Linked DNA regions of Arabidopsis thaliana: region 2 is linked to region 1. Evidence: chromatin contacts called from public capture Hi-C data. All regions are on one chromosome and are shown on one strand. Each heading gives the region's core, a stretch centred on a gene start, on an enhancer-like site or on the middle of the called end of the contact. The rest is flanking DNA. Distances are from core to core; before and after follow the strand shown.

What was found. Capture Hi-C pulls out chosen DNA fragments and counts their contacts.
Region 2: a contact with region 1 is called in a capture Hi-C map of seedling, with 2.4 times the contacts expected there. The contact joins the promoter of PP2-A6 here to the promoter of GSO2 in region 1. A contact is called at or near these places in 1 of 26 Hi-C or Micro-C datasets (vegetative nucleus) and 1 of 3 other capture datasets (seedling).

Annotation. Positions count from the first base shown.
Region 1 is chr5:18,035,085-18,038,929 of TAIR10.1, forward strand. GSO2 (Leucine-rich repeat transmembrane protein kinase) reads right to left here and starts at 2,239. Exons shown (of 2, transcript NM_123837.3): 1 at 1-2,239. The coding sequence starts at 1,810.
Region 2 is chr5:18,191,319-18,195,163 of TAIR10.1, forward strand. It overlaps PP2-A6 (phloem protein 2-A6), which reads right to left and starts at 2,010. Exons shown (of 3, transcript NM_123876.2): 1 at 1,408-2,010; 2 at 1,010-1,321; 3 at 37-641. The coding sequence starts at 1,889. The coding sequence ends at 257. It also overlaps the pseudogene AT5G45082.

The DNA.
Region 1 (3,845 bases), core at 989-3,488:
GATCAAGATTCGTAGACTTACCTAGCTCAAGAGGTATATCTCCCTCAAATCCGTTTTCCGTGACATCAAACGAGAGATACGAGCTTGAACCGCACAATGGACTTATCGAACCATTGAACTTGTTGCTTGAAAAATTGATTCTTGTGAGGTTCTTGAGGTTGATAAGTGAATCCGGAAGATTTCCTTGAAGAGAATTGTTGTAGATCATAAACAGTTCTAATGCCGTTAAGAACCCGAACGAGGAAGGAATTGAACCCGAGAGCTGGTTATCCGCTAAATCGATAACCGTCATTTGATGACAGTTACCTAAACTGGCGGGAATGTTACCTACAAGCTCGTTCTCTCTCAAGTGAAGACGAGTAAGATCTTTCAATCTTCCAATTGAAGAAGGAATCTCTCCACTTAAACGATTCCCGTACCAATCAATCTCCTGCAGTCTCGTGCAATTCCCAATCTCAACCGGCATTTCACCCGAAAACCGATTCTCATACAGATACATAATCTCCAATTTACCAAGAAATCCGATTTCTTTAGGTACCTTGCCTTCCAAGTTATTGTGATAGAGAGTAAACTCTTGTAGATTCGTGAGGTTTGATATTGATGAAGATAACGTACCCTCCAAGCTATTGTTGTTAAGATAAAGATTCGTGAGTTCGACGAGCTGAAACAACGAATCCGGGATTTGACCTGTAAGCGTATTGTTCGACAAATCAAGCAATTTTAATGACTGACAGTTGCTGATTTCCGCTGGAATTTCGCCGGAAAGCTGAGTTTCAGACAGAAACAGTTGCTTCAAGCTTGTGTTGTTAGAACATATAGTCTTTGGTAACGAACCAGAGAGACGATTTTTCGCTAATACCAAGAACTCAAGCTGATTCATTCTCCAGAACTCTTCGTGTATCACTCCGGTGAGATTATTAGAAGACAAATCAAGTGTTTGAAGATTCGCTAATTCTGTTAATCTCTTTGGAATCAAACCCTGTAACTGATTACCAATCAAATTAAGGTATTGGATACTAACCAAATCACCGAGTTGACTCGGTATCTCACCGGAGAAACTGTTATCTCCCAAATTCAGCGTCTGGAGGTTCTTAAGTCGATTCAGCTCCGCCGGTAACGAACCGTTGAGACGATTAAACGCCGCGGCAAACAAAGCGAGGCTGGTGCAGTTTCCGATTTCCGCCGGAATCGGTCCTTCGAGTTCGTTGTCTTGTAGTATCAAAGTCTGGAGCTGAACGAGTCTACCGAATCGACTCGGTATAAGACCGGTGAGTCTACACGAAGCCAAAGCAAGCATCTGGAGGTTGACGAGGTTCCCAAACGTCTCCGGGATTGTTCCGTTGAGTTCGTTGTCTCCGAGTTTTAACGATTTGAGATTCACAAGTGAGCCGAGTTGACTCGGTATATCGCCACTGAGTAGGTTAGAGAAGAGATGCAACGATTCCAATGAAGAGGAGAGGTTAGAGAGAGTCGTTGGGATGGGACCGACAAGACGGTTCGAAGACAAATCGATGTGGATTAGGTTGTTAAACCGGCCGATCGAAGGAGAAATTGAACCGGTTAAACCTAAACCGGAGAGATTTAAACCGATGATTTCACGACCACCGCATGTGACGCCGGTCCAGTTGCAGTAACTGGGACTACCGGAATTCCAATCTCGGAGAACGTCTTCTTCTTTTGGGTTTGTGATAAAAGAGTTCTTCAGTTCGAGAAGAGTTTGAAGATCGTCTCTTTGACCCGGTTGACCCGAACCCAACCCGGATGAGAAACAGAGGAAAAACAGAGCAAGAAGAACAGAGTTTTGCTGCATTTTTTTTCTTCTTCTTCTTCTTCAAGAAACAAGAGATCTGTGAGAGTAATAGTGAATGAAAGAAGCTTCTTCGAGTTCTTGTGGTAGTGAGACGACTAATGTTGGAAACATAGAGAATTTAAGACAACTGTTTGGTTTTGGATGAAGTAAGACGATTGGTTATAAGAACGGTGCATGGGGACTATCTCTGTATCTCTGTTCTGTATACGCGTCTAAGTATGTGTGTTTGGGTTTGATGTGGTAAGTAGGAGGAGAAGTAAATGCAGAGGATAAAGTTTTGGGATCGGCTATAAAGGCTAGAACTATATATAGAGTGTTTTTTTTTATATATATATCTCTTCTGTTTTCGGATCTTTCATTGAGAAGGAGAGTAATGAGAAAGAGAAGAAGAAGGTCAAAGAGGGTCAGAGAAGAGACATTGGAAAATGCAATTGCAAGTGTCCATTTATGTTGCGGCTATGCCAATGTGTATTTATGTTCTTTTCTAGTACTAGTACTTAAATTGTTTTGGATTTTAGTTTTGTAAAAAAAGTTTAGATTCTTCCTAATAATCTCTTTCGAACCAGAGACCTAAACAAATATTTTTTTAAGCCGTTGCTAATGATCGAAATATGGATTTTAAAACCTTTTTTGATGGGTCGATATCGCATCGGTTGATTTACTTATACCAAGATAATATGCGGAACTCGGAATGGGTTATATGCTACTTTGCGATATTTTATGAAGCCTATAGGTTTTCGAAATAACAATTTATGTATTTTGTATGTTAAGTGATCAATTTCTTAAAATAGTTTAATGATTTTTTATTTCATTCAATAAAAATTTGTGAATTTTGTGATCTTGTAGATTCGATGAATTTGCCTCCAATCCATAAATTTTATTGGTTGAAACTTGAAATACAGTAAAAATATTGTGCAGTCTTTCAATTTGTCCTTTTTTCAACCCTTGTCTCTCTATTTGTTTACAGAAGTTCAGTTTGATGAGAGTCTAAGTCGTGTAAGTAATGGTAATGAGAAAAGAGATTTATGACAATGAGATAAATAAGTTATATGATAATGGTTTACATATATAAATTGATATGGCTTTGACCTTGGCCAAGCAAAGAGAGTGGTTGAGATGAGAGACGATGACTTGGTTGAATGACATTTCTTTAATTTCTGCTTTTGTTGTGAAGTGTGTTAGTTTCTCATTACTTAAGTCCTTTCATCAAAAAAGAGGGCAGTTGTATTTCTGTTTTTAGATTTATAGAAAATTTCACACACAAATATATGGGTGGAATTAATATGTTAAATATTACATATATATTGTTGAGTATATATGATAAGCTAAATATTTATCATATTTGATAAACTTTAAAGAGGGTAAATTTCATAGCAAATTAAGCAAGGAGTCTAAATTTTTTAGATTGACAAAATAGTCCAACATATAAAGAATAGATTTTAAAATGTTGAACCCTAAAATCTAAACAAAATGCTCTTATATTTCCTCAAATTTACATGTAACCTATCTTTTAAATTTATATTATCTTTAAAAAGAAAATTGCTCAATCATCCCTATAAATAATTGCTAGGTCAAAGGCATTCTCTCATCCATATTTTTTGTCATCACCCCAAACTCGGCAACATATTGGTTAGTTCTAATTTGATTCTCTTTGATATTTTCCCGATTAATAAATAAAAGATTTTGTAGATGTCATCTTTGAAACAAAGGCCGAAGTATTCTAGCTGCTGAAGTTGAATCACACCGTGTTCATACACTCTATAGAAATTCAATTGACTCTACCATCTATATACTACCATGAAAGAGACAACAATGGATTACAAATGCTTTTATTTTCCTTTTACTTAAATGATAAATACAGAATATTTTGAATTCTTGATCATAGTTTAACAGTTGATGTAATCATGAGCGGATCTAGAGTTATATTTTTACTGGATGCATATAATTTCTTTTCGAAATAGATCGGAGACATTTAAAAGAGCTTACATTATTTTATTTTATCTGTTTTGTTTATAATTAGACAGGACATGTGGTA
Region 2 (3,845 bases), core at 760-3,259, 160 kb after region 1:
AAGAGCAAAAAATGATGTGTCTATGTAAACTTTACTTGAAAGATTGGGAGCATCATTATTATCAAGTAGAAAAATTATAAAATTTTATCATAATTTCAAACAACAGTACCCAAAAAGAAAAAGGAAAAACAATTCACTTTAATAACCAAACAGAGCATCTATTTTTATTTTTATTTTAAACAGACTAGCGATTCATTTTTTTAAAAATACATATATTAAACAATAGGAATAATCATATATCCTTCGTTTGTACGCTTTAGTTCGTGGGACGTATTGCAACACCTTTGACGACGAGTCCCTTTTTCTTATACTTGTCTTCGTACTGATACATGGTGAAAATGATCGTTGCGGGAGTAGTTTTTGGCGGAACCACGAAAACTCCGGCCAAAATATCCACCCAGTTCTGGCCTATGTAATCGTTCAAGTTCTCTGTTCGATCCACCCGATCGTCGTCCCCATCGTGTTGTACCACCTTCAGCTTTAGATTCACTGGTTGCTCCCATCCACTAGCATTATTTTCTAATTTGACTACGAATACAGCCTCGTACTTAGCTCCTGGTGTTAGATTCTCCGTAGTTATTGTTCCCACTATTTTAAGCCAGTAAACTTTATTCAACGTCGCAATTTCAATTTCCGCAGAGCTGCAAACATAATTAAATCAAACATAGATGAGAAATAGAAAGGACCAGATAACAAATAAACATCTTTACAAAGAATAAAATATCGTAACTAGTTTCACGAAATTTGACCAAAATAACTTGATAAATTGTTGTAATTACTAAAAAGATGAGGGAACCCAAAACTAATTCTGTAAATTACACAAAACAATTTTTTTAAAAAAGTGGACCTAAATATCGATTTCTAGCTAGGTTTCATAAACTCTTATTTATTTTTATTTCAAATGAGAAAATGACATATATGTTATTTCTAGAATCCATTAAAAAATATTTTTTGAAAGGAAAAGTACTTTTGACCTCAAAAAATAATGATAAAAGAGATAAAATATTACTTTGGTGCCTCGTTGATGGTACTCCAAGTCCATTTTTGAGGTTTCTCAGAATGTGTGATGTCTAAATCCCTTGCAGGGACCATGGAAGGGACCACGGAACTTCCTTCCTGACTCGCTTCTCTTTCTGGCTTCCTTGCAGGGACCATGGAACCTCCTTGAGGATTCGCTTCTCCTTTCGGTTTCTTTGGAGGGACGATGGAAACTAATTTACGTTGCGCTTCTATTTCATTGTTTCTTCTCACAGCCATATTCTCCAGTAATTGTTGAATCTTGATGACCATTGAGTTTATGAAGTCATTATCGGTCCTCTCACTGCCATACCATACAAGTAAGAGATATCAAAAACAAACTGTTTATTATGTATATATATCTTTAGGCCAAAAGAACATAAAAATAACCTTTGTTCAGCCAAGGGCATGCCTATTGATCCCGGGATAGACTCTAATGCTTCCTTCCATTTCTGAGTTATTGGTAGCATGTGTCGATTATTGCGTTCCAGAGCCCTGAAATTATCGCCAAATTTTCCTTCAAGAAATTTTACAGCGGAAGGTTTAACTTTGTAGAAGATGGGAATCACTATGAGACGGCCTTGATCCTTGCGTTCCTTGATCTTGGCCAGCTCATTCAAGCACCTATGCGATCTTGTGAAATCCACGGAAAATATCACTAGCGCGAGCTCAGACTCTTCAATCCTCGTCAATAGGTTAGCCATTTCTGAGCCCAAAAACTCGTTCTCATCTATGAAGACGTTTATGTTCGCTTCTCTCAAGGCAGGGACAAGAAAGCTTATGAAGTGTTTGCGGACATCTGCTCCCCGGAAGCATATGAACACCTGAGGCCCCGTTGGGGTGGGTTTCACAACCGAGGAAGAAGAAGCCATGAGAGCTTTTTTTGAGAAATAAGAAGAGAGTTTTTGTTGATAATTGTTTGAGCTTCTGTTTTGTCAAGATGCTTTGGACGATAAACTAATCCAACAATCTTATATGCTTGATATACTTTTAATATGTATGTAATTTGGCAACATGTAGTTAATTATAACAGATTAGAGTTTATCTTGAAAATTTGAAATTGGTCCATTGACTTTATATCACTACAAGAAAACAGGTGATAAACGACTTACACGACAGTCGCATAGTAGTCGTAAAAAATGATAATACGACTAATCAGCGACTAACGACGTTAGTCATTATTACATTGTCGCTGAATGAGATAGTCGTGAATTAGTCGTTGATCGACGACTATATTACGACAATAACACAATCAGTAAACAATGATCGTTGTATAGTCGTATCATATTGGCGACTATTTAACGACCATAGCACGATTAATTGTCCTGTACGAAGCGTGTGAAACACGTGGTCGTATAATTGTTTCCGACGATTTGACGACTAATTCTATCAATGTAAGGAAATAATTCTCGTAGTCATATAATAGTCGTATAATGTTTTACGACTATTATACGTCTCGTGCACGATTATATTGTGACTAGGTATCTTAGTCGGATAATAATCGGTAATTAGTGTGACTATTAGACGACTATTTTACGTCTAATTTGCTACCTAAATACGACTACTGAGCGACTACTTGTTTTGTCCGAGTAAGAATTTGGTCATCGATTGTTGGGTTTCTTGTTTCATGTTTGTTGGTTATCGATTGTTGTTTTCTTGTTTCTTGTTTTCTCCTTTTTTATTTGAAATGCTAAAAAGATGAAAAGACTTGTATATATAGAAAATCAAGTACAAATACACATACAATTATCTTGTTTATTACACAAACAACTTATTTGAATAAACATATGTTCAAGTAGAGTTTGGGCAAAGATAATCTAAGGATCATTAGGTGGAGGACTTGGTAGACGTTCTGTGGTTGTGGTAGAGTGACTTGCCATGAAGTCCAAGAACTGCGGATCGGTTTGGCGGAGATACTTCTCGACTAAAGACAATTGCTCGAGCTAGTCTTTTTACTCAGCTGTGACTCGGGATGACTCAGCTTCTCGGGCAGCAATCTCAGCATCTCTCTTCTCATTATATGCAGCCTGCTCTTCTATTTTCCTTTGAGCTTCCTGCAGCCGTTCTTCTAGGGCTTGAAAGGATGATGAGGAACCGGAGTGATGGCGGTTGGCGCTGCCTAGAGTGTCTTTTAGACATCCTAGTCCTAGTCCAAAAGGATTGCCTCTTGAATCCTTTTCTGTGGACTACAAGAAATAGAGAAGAAGCTCATTAGTGACAGAATATTAATTGGACTCTAAGACTCATAATTATACTAAAACATCTTACCTCGAGAAAGATGGCTGTATAATCATCTAGTGTGAGCTCCGGAGGTCGTGAAGAGCCATCAGAGACAGCAGAAGCAGACGCCTCTAGTGCTGACAGCCTATCTCTCACATTCTGCTGATAAGCTTGAGCAATCTTCTCCGACTTCTGATTAACAAATGAGCCATCCGACTTAGTGTGTGTTTCGATGAACACCTCACCAAGATGGACCGGTCTTCCCAACTTCTCTTCCTGCAAACACAAATCAATATCAACAGTAGTCACTAGACATAAGAACTCAACATACTCACAAGAAAACAGACTATATTGGATTGAAAACAGAAAACAGAAAACTCTAACTTATGAGAATCTGCAGAAACACTTACCAATTCATCTTGGATTTCTTGAAAAGATTTTGGCCCAGAATAGTGGACTGGAGGACCGATACCGTTACGGTCAGAGAGACGAGCTTTGGAATAGGTCCGACTCCTTTTCTGTGCTGCTTCTGTGTCCCAGTAAGCACACATTGTTCCCCACAGCGTTTCTCCAATCCATGGAGGCTGCTCTCGAGTTGTCCTTGCGGT